Linked DNA regions of Sus scrofa: all the other regions are linked to region 3. The links are chromatin contacts, called in public HiChIP or PLAC-seq maps. All regions are on one chromosome and are shown on one strand. Each heading gives the region's core, a stretch centred on a gene start, on an enhancer-like site or on the middle of the called end of the contact. The rest is flanking DNA. Distances are from core to core; before and after follow the strand shown. Region 1 holds the start of FIGNL1 (fidgetin-like protein 1). Region 2 has its middle 19 kb from the start of FIGNL1. Region 3 holds the start of ZPBP (zona pellucida binding protein).

Evidence for each region. HiChIP or PLAC-seq counts read pairs in DNA pulled down with a chosen protein or histone mark.
Region 1: an H3K27ac HiChIP or PLAC-seq map of alveolar macrophages shows a contact between it and region 3. The contact joins the promoter of FIGNL1 here to the promoter of ZPBP in region 3. A contact is called at or near these places in 3 of 5 promoter capture datasets (fetal liver, fetal skeletal muscle and liver), 6 of 47 Hi-C or Micro-C datasets (alveolar macrophages, embryonic fibroblasts, heart right ventricle and 3 more) and 1 of 2 datasets of contacts at active chromatin or transcription factors (alveolar macrophages).
Region 2: a contact with region 3 is called in an H3K27ac HiChIP or PLAC-seq map of alveolar macrophages. The contact joins the enhancer-like site here to the promoter of ZPBP in region 3. A contact is called at or near these places in 4 of 5 promoter capture datasets (fetal liver, fetal skeletal muscle and liver), 7 of 47 Hi-C or Micro-C datasets (alveolar macrophages, embryonic fibroblasts, epiblast stem cells and 4 more) and 1 of 2 datasets of contacts at active chromatin or transcription factors (alveolar macrophages).

Annotation. Positions count from the first base shown.
Region 1 is chr9:136,486,772-136,489,841 of Sscrofa11.1, reverse strand. It overlaps FIGNL1 (fidgetin-like protein 1), which reads left to right and starts at 1,580. Exons shown (of 3, transcript XM_005667897.2): 1 at 1,580-1,638; 2 at 2,391-2,484; 3 at 2,865-3,070. The coding sequence starts at 2,875.
Region 2 is chr9:136,467,933-136,470,831 of Sscrofa11.1, reverse strand. No RefSeq gene overlaps it. Among named protein-coding and RNA genes, the nearest start is that of FIGNL1, 19 kb to the left of the region's middle. Within about 2 kb of position 1,586, at least 20 of the 83 cell types and tissues checked have an H3K27ac peak or open chromatin away from gene starts, as enhancers often do. A contact at or near this core is called in alveolar macrophages, fetal liver, liver and 1 more, where this site is marked.
Region 3 is chr9:136,185,445-136,188,144 of Sscrofa11.1, reverse strand. ZPBP (zona pellucida binding protein) reads left to right here and starts at 1,401. Exons shown (of 8, transcript NM_214106.1): 1 at 1,401-1,541. The coding sequence starts at 1,415.

The DNA of each region.
Region 1 (3,070 bases), core at 331-2,830, 300 kb before region 3:
TCTAATCGGAGGTACAGCTGCTGGCCTACACCACAGCCACAGCGAGGCCAGATCCTTAACCCACTGAGGGAGGCCAGGGATTGAACCTGCAACCTCATGGTTCCTAGTCAGATTCGTTTCCGCTGAGTCATGACGGGAACTCCATTTTCATTTTCTTTTCTTTTTTTTTTTTTATTCTGGGTAGTTATAATAATTAAACAGTAAAGAATGAACAATAAGAATCTTTTATTACTATCTAAGCCAAGAGATGAATTATGAGCTCTTTGCCTTGAAAGCCTTTATTTTTAAAAAGGCATTGTCTAATCCCTTTCATTATTTTGTGCCCATTAAAAAAAAATCATAAAAGAAGGGTCTTAAAAATGTTTTGCCTCACGCTTCTTCAGGTCTTGAATCTCAGTGTCATGTGCTCTTAGTTGCCCCTGGACAGTCATCTTACCCATCCTCTGTCCCGGACACTCACTCTCCGGGAAAGGATAGCCGCAGGACCAAGAGGAAGGCCACTGGGGCTTTCTGAGAAATGGCTTCTTCCTTTTTCCCAGACAGAAGTATGGACAGTTCTCCCCATTTGGCCCCTTCTTGCTTTAAATAGGGTTATGTGAGGAGTTCCCATCATGGCTCAGTGGTTAAGGAATCGACTGGGAACCATGAGGGTGCAGGCTCAATCCCTGGCCTTCCCTAGCCGGTAAAGGATCTGGTATTGCCATGAGCTGTGGTGTAGGTCGAGGACCCGGCTGGCATCCTGTCTTGCTGTGGCTGTGGCGTAGGCCGGCAGCTACAGCTCCGATTGGCCTGCAAACCTTCATATGCCTCAGGTGTGGCCCTAGAAAAAACAAAAAGACAAAAAAATAAAAATAATAATAATAATAATAAAGAAATAAATACAAAGAAATAGGGTTATGTGAGTTGTTTCCTTGGATTGTGGGGGCTCCCTGAAAATAAAGAGGGTTATGTGACCTGTTTCCCTTGGGGGCTCCCTTGGAACAGGGGAGGAAGAAGATGGGAAGATGCTCCTTCCTGACGCCCTCGGGTCATATCATCAGACCTGGAATTGCCAGCCTCCACACGGTGACATTAGCTACCACGTGGGTTGCTGGGGCTATCCTGTTCTGGGACACAGTCCACGGGAATAAACGGGCACTTGCTCGTACCCTAGTTGCTTGTCCCCAAGGAGCGCAGGGCAGGAGAGAATGCCCACGTGTCAGGAGGGGCGCTCGGCCACAGAGCCGCGGGGACGGGGTTGGGGCTCCGCTCCCGGGAGAGCCCCGCGCGCCCCGCCCCCGCCCCGCCCCGCCCCGCGCGCCCCCGCCCCGCCCCGCCCCGCGCGCCCCCGCCCCGCCCCGCGCGCCCCCGCCCCGCCCCGCGCGCCCCCGCCCCGCCCCGCCCCGCGCGCCCCCGCCTCGCCGCACGCGTCCCCGCCCCGCCCCGCGCGCCCCCGCCTCGCCGCACGCGTCCCCGCCCCGCCCCGCCCCGCGCGCCCCCGCCCCGCCCCGCGCGCCCCGCCCCGCGCGCCCCCGCCTCGCCGCACGCGTCCCCGCCCCGCCCCGCCCTCGCACGTACGCACGCACGCACGGCGCCGTCTCGCGCCGTAGCTGCAGTGCGCAGGCGCACACTGTCCGGCGCGCTTTTCGGCCGCTGCAGGTCCGGGCGGCGCGGAGGGACCGAGGGCGGCCGGAGCGGGGCGGGGCGCGGAGGGGGCGTGGGGCCGAGGAGCGTGAGCGGTTTCCCGGGCGGCGGCCCGGGTGGGCTCTCGCGGCGGGCACGTCCCCAGCGGCGTCGGGACCCGAGCTGCCTCTGGAGCGGGGGTGCGGCGGGTGGGCCGCGGAGAGGGGCGCGGGCGGCGCGCGCTCCTGGAGGCTCCCGCGGGGAGAGCCCGCGCGAGTCGTGCCGGGGCCTGAGGCCGGTGGCCGCCCGCACCCGGAGGGGAAGGGCCAGCCGAGTGCCGGTCCGGGTCGTGCCGTCCTGCCTCCGGCAGCCAGAGAGCGCGGGGATGGCGGGGCCTGCGGCGGCTGCGTCCGAGTGGACGGGAGCCCGTCCGGGCGCCGGGCGCGCTCGCAGGGGCTTCTTGGGAAGGTGGGAACGGGAGAGGTTCTGGGGCGTCCGGCCTTAGGTGCTCACTTGCGAAGCCTGCAGAACCCTTGGTGTGGTAGCGCGTAGTGATGACCTAGGTTGCTGTGGCCCTTGGTGGCAGCATCAGGACCGTCCGGTAGGTGAAGTGCCTGCCTGTGTGCGGATTCAGGCACCTTTGCTCACGGCCGCTGGGACTTGAGCTGAGCTTCTGAAACGCTCTCAGCCTGTTACACTTGCGCAGTAGGCATGGCAAGAGTAATTTTCAAGTGTTTTCATATTCATCATTTGACTTGATTCTCACAGTGGTGTCTCCCATTTTACAGATAAAACCGAAGGCCCGTCGATAGTAAGAGGCTCGCATGGGATCCTTCGTCTGATTTTTCTTAGCGACCAGACCCAAACGCTGGGCTTGGCTTGGTTTGTTTTGCTTTTTTGTCTGTAGTCCCGTTATTCCATATTGCCTGCCTTTTTGCTGATTAATTTTCGGTCCTTTCCATTTAAACCTTACGAGTATTTTCCGTATTCACAGGGAAAATCGTTTATGTAACTGAAACAGTTTAACCCCTAGCAGAGCATTTTTAAGTCACATCTATTCTTTTATATCCTGAATGCTTGAAAGCTGTGGTTGATTAGATGTTCCCCCTATAGGCGGCCTTTCTTTATAAATTTCCTTTTTAAGTAAAAAGCCCCGTGTCCCTTCCTTCAGATGAGCAGAGATTTAAAAAGTACGATTAAGGTATTTTGTCTTTGTTTTTTTCTTGATACTGATTCTTTTTCATCTTTGTCATTTGGTATAGAACCTGCAAAATGCAGGCCTCCAGCTCCAGGTCTGCACACCTGAGTGAGTGGCAGAAGCATCACTTTGCAGTTACATCTGGCACGTGTACACCAGGACAGAAGGCAGACGCCTTCAGAGCACAGGTCCTCCGTATTCAGTATGCATGGGCAAACGCCGAGATCTCCCAGGTCTGTGCTGCCAAGCTGTTCAAAAAGTATGCAGAGA
Region 2 (2,899 bases), core at 337-2,836, 280 kb before region 3:
TAGCAGGTGGCGAGGCTTGGGGAGCATTCCAGCCATGTGTGGGAGCCTGGGAGTCAGGCTGCCTTGGAGGTTGGAAGGAGCTGAGAGAGATGGGCTAGCGGTCAGGTCTTGATGAGGCTGCGTGCCATTCTGGAGGGTGTGGACTTGAACCCCGGATCAGGCTTCCTGCCGCCCCCCCCTGCCCCCCAGGCCCACAGTGATGGTGACAGGCCCCTGGGCTCATACCTGTTCCTATGGTATATTTATAGCTGTGGACATACACATACACTTGTTTTCCTGCAGGATGACATAAAGGCAACATAAAAAAAGAATTGTGATGTTTGAGGGGTGGGGTCTGGGCGTGGGCAGAGGGAGCCATGAGGGTTCTGTGAAGGGCAGTGCCCAGAAGGGAGGAGGGCCTGAAAGGGGAATCATACTGAGGCCTGAAACCACAGACCCCTCCTTGCTGTGGGGCCTCGGGCCGCCCTCGCCCACAGGAAGCGGGAGGGATGATGGTGACGAGGAAGCTGCTGCAGGTGTGGGAGCAGCAGCGAGAGGCTGGGGCGGGGTGGTGCTGCCGCCCAGGGGCAGGGGCAGGGGCAGGGGCAGGCCCACCTCTGGGCAGTCTGGAAGCCACCACGTGGCCCCTCCCAGGGAGAGCGAGGAGTGAGGTCCTGGGCAGGGGAGGAGGCACTGCAGGGCTGTCCACGGATGCCAGGGACCATCTGGGCAGAGCAGAGAGAGGAGGTCTGACTCGTGGAGGGAGAAACAAAACATCTTTGGACAATTCACACACTCGGACGTCACATCTAGTTGGTTTGACAAAACATGGGAAAGAAGAAGTGAAATTTGTTAACTGTACAGAGATCCATGCAGTTCACTTCAGGGGACAGCTTGGGTACCAAACGATCCTTATTATGCAAATTCCTTCCCCAGGCGGCTGGTTCCCAGTTGTGCACAGGCCCCGGTGGCTGCATCTGCTTCGCCCCGCCCACTGGCTCGCCGGGGCAACACCCGCTGCCAGGCAGGAGGGGCCGGGCTGCTAGAGTTGAGGGACTGTGGGGCCCCACCCCGGGCGCCCTGGGCCCCAGGAGAGGGTGGCCGCAGGAGACATGGCTCAGGGATTTGGCCCTGTTTCTGTCCTTGGCCTTGCCACAAAGCGGAAAAAGAGAGGGGACTTCACACTGAGGGTTTTACCTTCCTCCTTTTAGGAAAACACAGCCCAGAACATGGCATTTCTGAGACCTCAGGTCCCAGCAGGGGCCAGGGCCCGAGGTGTGCCGAGTTCCCCGGTTCTTCTCTGCCAACGTCTCTCCGGAGTCCCCCGCTCTCCTCTGCCCCCACCGCAGAGCGGGGGGGTGGGGGGCAGTATTGGGGGGTAGGATTTCCACATATGACTTTTGGAGGGGACACAAACATTCAGACTGTAGCAAAAGCACCTACTATGTGCCAGGGAATCTTTGTGACACGGAGGATATGGCAGTGTTAACTTAAAAACATGCACAATTTAAAAGTTGAGTGTTAAGTTTTCTGTGGGGCGAAATGAGGCCTGTCACCCAGGAGGCAGCATTCAGAGAGCTCTGAGACACCCCTCCTGAGAGGCGGGGGTGCCGGGGGGGGTCAGCGTGGATGTGATTGTGGTGAAGGCGCAGGCATCTGCCCCCCCACCACACACACACACACACACACGCTACCGAAGGTCGCTGCCGGTCTCGTGATGGTCACTGCTACTCCCAAGGAGCAGGTGTCCCCACGAAGAATTTGAGTGCTTCTCTAGATGTGAGGAGATGCAAGAGTCGCGCTCATAAAATCTCCTAAAAATTCCTGTCTGAAGAGCTGTTCTACCGCTTTTCCCAGAGCACAGAGGGCCTCCCTCCTGGCCCCCACCCCGAGCTCCTTTCAGGGGGTGTCACGGGGCTGCAGCAGCAGTGGCTGGTGATGCAGGCCGTGTAGAGGCAGACGGCAGGTTCCCAGTAGTCAAAAAAAGAGGAGCCCCTGCTGTGAGGCAGTGGGTTTAGAACCTGACTGCAACAGTTCGGGGGCTGCAGAGGCTCAGGCTTGATCTCCGGCCCTGGAACTTCCACTTGCCTTGGCCGTGAATGCCAATGCGAATGGCGATGATGACGGTAGCAAAGCCCCAGCTCCTGGCGATCGCGTTCCAGTGCAGATTCGCGCCTCCCCGTCTCTGCTGCCCTCTCATCTCTACGTCCTCCAATTTCAGCCGCGCTGCTGTGCAGGTGAAAGCCTCGTCTCTCCAGCAGGACCGCTCCTGGTCCTCCTGTCCCTGCCCCCCCGACTCTTAATACATCACTCTCTTCTCTGTCCCCAGAGGCCCCCCTTCACCTGCCTTGCTACCTTCTCACACCCTCTGGCTGTAGGAACTGAGCTGTGCTTTCTCTCACTTTCCTGGGCTCTGCTGCTTGCAGGATGTGGCTTGGTCCCCTCCCCTTTCTAGCAGGGCGAGGGTGCAGCCTTTTCAGGGGCGGTCTGAGTGTAAAACCTGCCTGCATCCCACAGAGCGAGCCGGCCTAGAGTGGCAGCCCCCTGTGGCCACGCGCGGAGGCTGTGTCTTCTCCCTTGGGCTCTAAGGGCAGCACAGGTAGGATCTGGGTTTCGAGGCTCTGACTCTCTTGTCTATATCTGAGTTGTTTCAAGCTAAGAAGGGAAGAGAGAGAGCCGTTATTCATTTTTCTTCTATTAGAAAAGGGGGGTGCGGGGCTGGGCTGGGGGAGAGGGATAAGCCTGGTACCTGCCTTGAGGGGGAGAGGGTGAGTGGGAGACGGCTTATCTGGATTTGGGGAGCTGGTTCCACACCTGCAGGGGGGGTCCAGGCAGACAGGCCTCCAGAACTGCATTCTGAAGAACCAGCCGGGAGATGCTTGAGCCGCACTTGTGAACCAGGCCCTAGAGCTGCAAGCAC
Region 3 (2,700 bases), core at 152-2,651:
TTAAGACATGTCTTCGTCCTGGTTCTGGTATTAAAAAGAAGCCTTAACCCTTTCTATTACTTTTTTCTTTCCTTTTCTTTGCATGGCTGCGGGGGGGGGGGGCACACCACATTTGCTGCATATGGAAATTCCTAGGACAGGGGTCAAATTGGAGCTGCAGCTGCCGGCCTGTGCCAGAGCCACGCCAAATCTCAGCCATGTATGCAGACCTACACCACAGCTCAAAGCAACCCTGGATCCTTCATGCACTGAGAGAGGTCAAGGGTGGAACCCATATCCTAATGGACACTAGTTGGGTTCGTAACCTGCTGAGCCACAACGGGAACTCCCTTTCCTTTTCTTTTTAAAATTTATGACTATTTGAATGCTTACATTATACCAGGAACTATCCTAGGAGTTGAGGTCAAATCAAGATGGTGGCAAAACAGACAAGATCTTAGCTTTGAGGACATATAAAGAAGGCCAACGGAAAGACAGCGGGGTGATGATATCAGTGGTGCAACCAAAACACACGGGAAGGCAGCAACGTTTGAGGTAAGCTACCAAACAAGCAGGGAGGCTGACTTGGGTAGTTAGGTGGTCAGTGTGAAATCCCTTTCCTTGAGCGAAGAACGCCCCGTGATGGTTTCCGGTGGACTCTGAATCACTCATTTCTTCCTGCTACAGGTATTCTCTCTTCTTCAGTTGCTTAAACGTCATTCTTTTTCTACGTATTTGCACCAACTGCACAAGATGTACTTCCACGGTAGTTCTGTTCATGTTAAGCAAATCTTTCCAGCTGCAGAGAAGTAGAGGGTTTTAACACGTTCTGGCTATAAGTGGCCACTTAGGCGTAAGGATGCTTTAATACATCTTCCTGAATTTAGATGATAAAACACAGTTTTCCAGGCAGAGCGTTGCAGTAAGGTCAGTTTGATCCAAGGCTGTTTGCTCCACTCTACCCGTGGCCAAGGACCCACTTTCATTCCCAATTAAGTCCCACAGGTCCACAGGTGACATCAGGAGAAGGCCTCCAAGGGCTGGACCACGGCTAAGTCACGTGACCCTCCCATCTGTTGTTCAGGGTCCGTGCTGGCCCACGAATGCCTGCGCCAAGCTCGGCGCGGGTTGCGGGGTCCGTGGCTCTTCCATCCGGTCCAGAACCTTCCACAGATCCCTCATGCCCTCTGAGTTCCCCTAGCGGCGGCGGATTCCCCAGGCGGGCGGCTTTGACCAGCTCGCCTGGCATCTACAGGAAGCGGCCCGAGGGCAGCCCGGGCCCCGCCCCTGGCCCCGCCCCCACCCGGCGGAAGGGGTGGCCCTTCTCCCGACCTCCTTCCGGTTCGCTGCCCGCCAGCATCCGGAGGGTGGGCGGGCGCGCGCGCCCCCTAACGACCTTCTGCGTCGACGGTCGGCAGGCGGCGGCGGCGTGTGGATGGAGGCCTCGGCCCCCGACCGGGCGCGGCGGGGCTGGCGGCGGGCCCGGGCCGCAGGCTCCCCCCTCTCCCGGGCCGCGGTGGTCCTCCTGCTCTCCGCGCTGGTGCTGCGGGCGCCCCCGTCAGGTGAGGCGTCGGCATCGGCGGCGGACGGCTCCCGAGGCTCCCGGAGGTTTTCGTATGTCACGTGCCTGCACCTGCTGATGGGAAGGCCTGTATCACCGACACCCACTGTACACTGAATAGGGTGTAGGTGCGGAGCAGAGGACTGGACATTGATGACGTATGGGCTGGAGAGGTCGTTAAAACACCCACAGTTCAAGGTTTAAGGTTACATTGGCTGTTAGTAACCCTCGAATCAGCCCATGTTCCTTTGCCAGTTTTCCATGATGTACTGGGCTCGGGATCTCAGTATATTTCAAAATGAGTAGACAGCCCAAGGTTTTGTAATTTTCGTGGTTGTGGAGCTCCATCTATTGGTTTTACCTAGAAAACACAGGCTTCTTCTTTTTTTTTTAATAAATCTTTTATTCGCTTCCTGGTTTTTGCAGTGTCACAGCAAGGCTTGCAAAGACCTTCCCAGTCTGGCCCTGCCTTCCTCTTTTCCCTCTCAACCCTGTTTCCTCCAGGTTTAAGGATCCTGTTTTTTTTCTCCCAGTTTTTTGGAAATATAATTGACATACAGTATAATTTTAGGGCATACAGCGTAATGATTTGATTTACATCATGAAGTGACTATCACAATAAGTTTAGGGAATGATTAGGTACACAATTAAATAGAAATTTTTTTTTCTTGTGTTGAAAATTTAGGGTTTTCTCTCAACAGTTCATAAATGTCATGCAGCAGTGTTAATTACATTAATCATATGTGTAGTGCATTCCTTAGTACTTAACAACTAGAAAATTTGTACCTTTTGACTGCCAGCTACTGAATGGGAGAAGATATTTTCAAGCAATATATACTCAATAAAGAGTTAATATCCAAAATACATAAACAACATGCAACCCAATATCAAAAAACAAACAATCTGATTAACAAATGGGCAGAGGATCTGAATACACATTTTTCCAAGGAAGGTATACAGGCATATGAAAATATGCCTGCTGTCACTAACCATCCGGAAAATGTCAATCAAAACCATGTGAGCAGTTACCTCACACCTGTCAAAGTAGCTATCATCAAAAAGACAGCAAATAAATGTTCAAGGTGGTGCTGCAGAGAAAAGGGAACCCTGGTGCCCTGTGGCGGGAATGTAAATTGATTCGGTAACTATGGAAAGCAGTA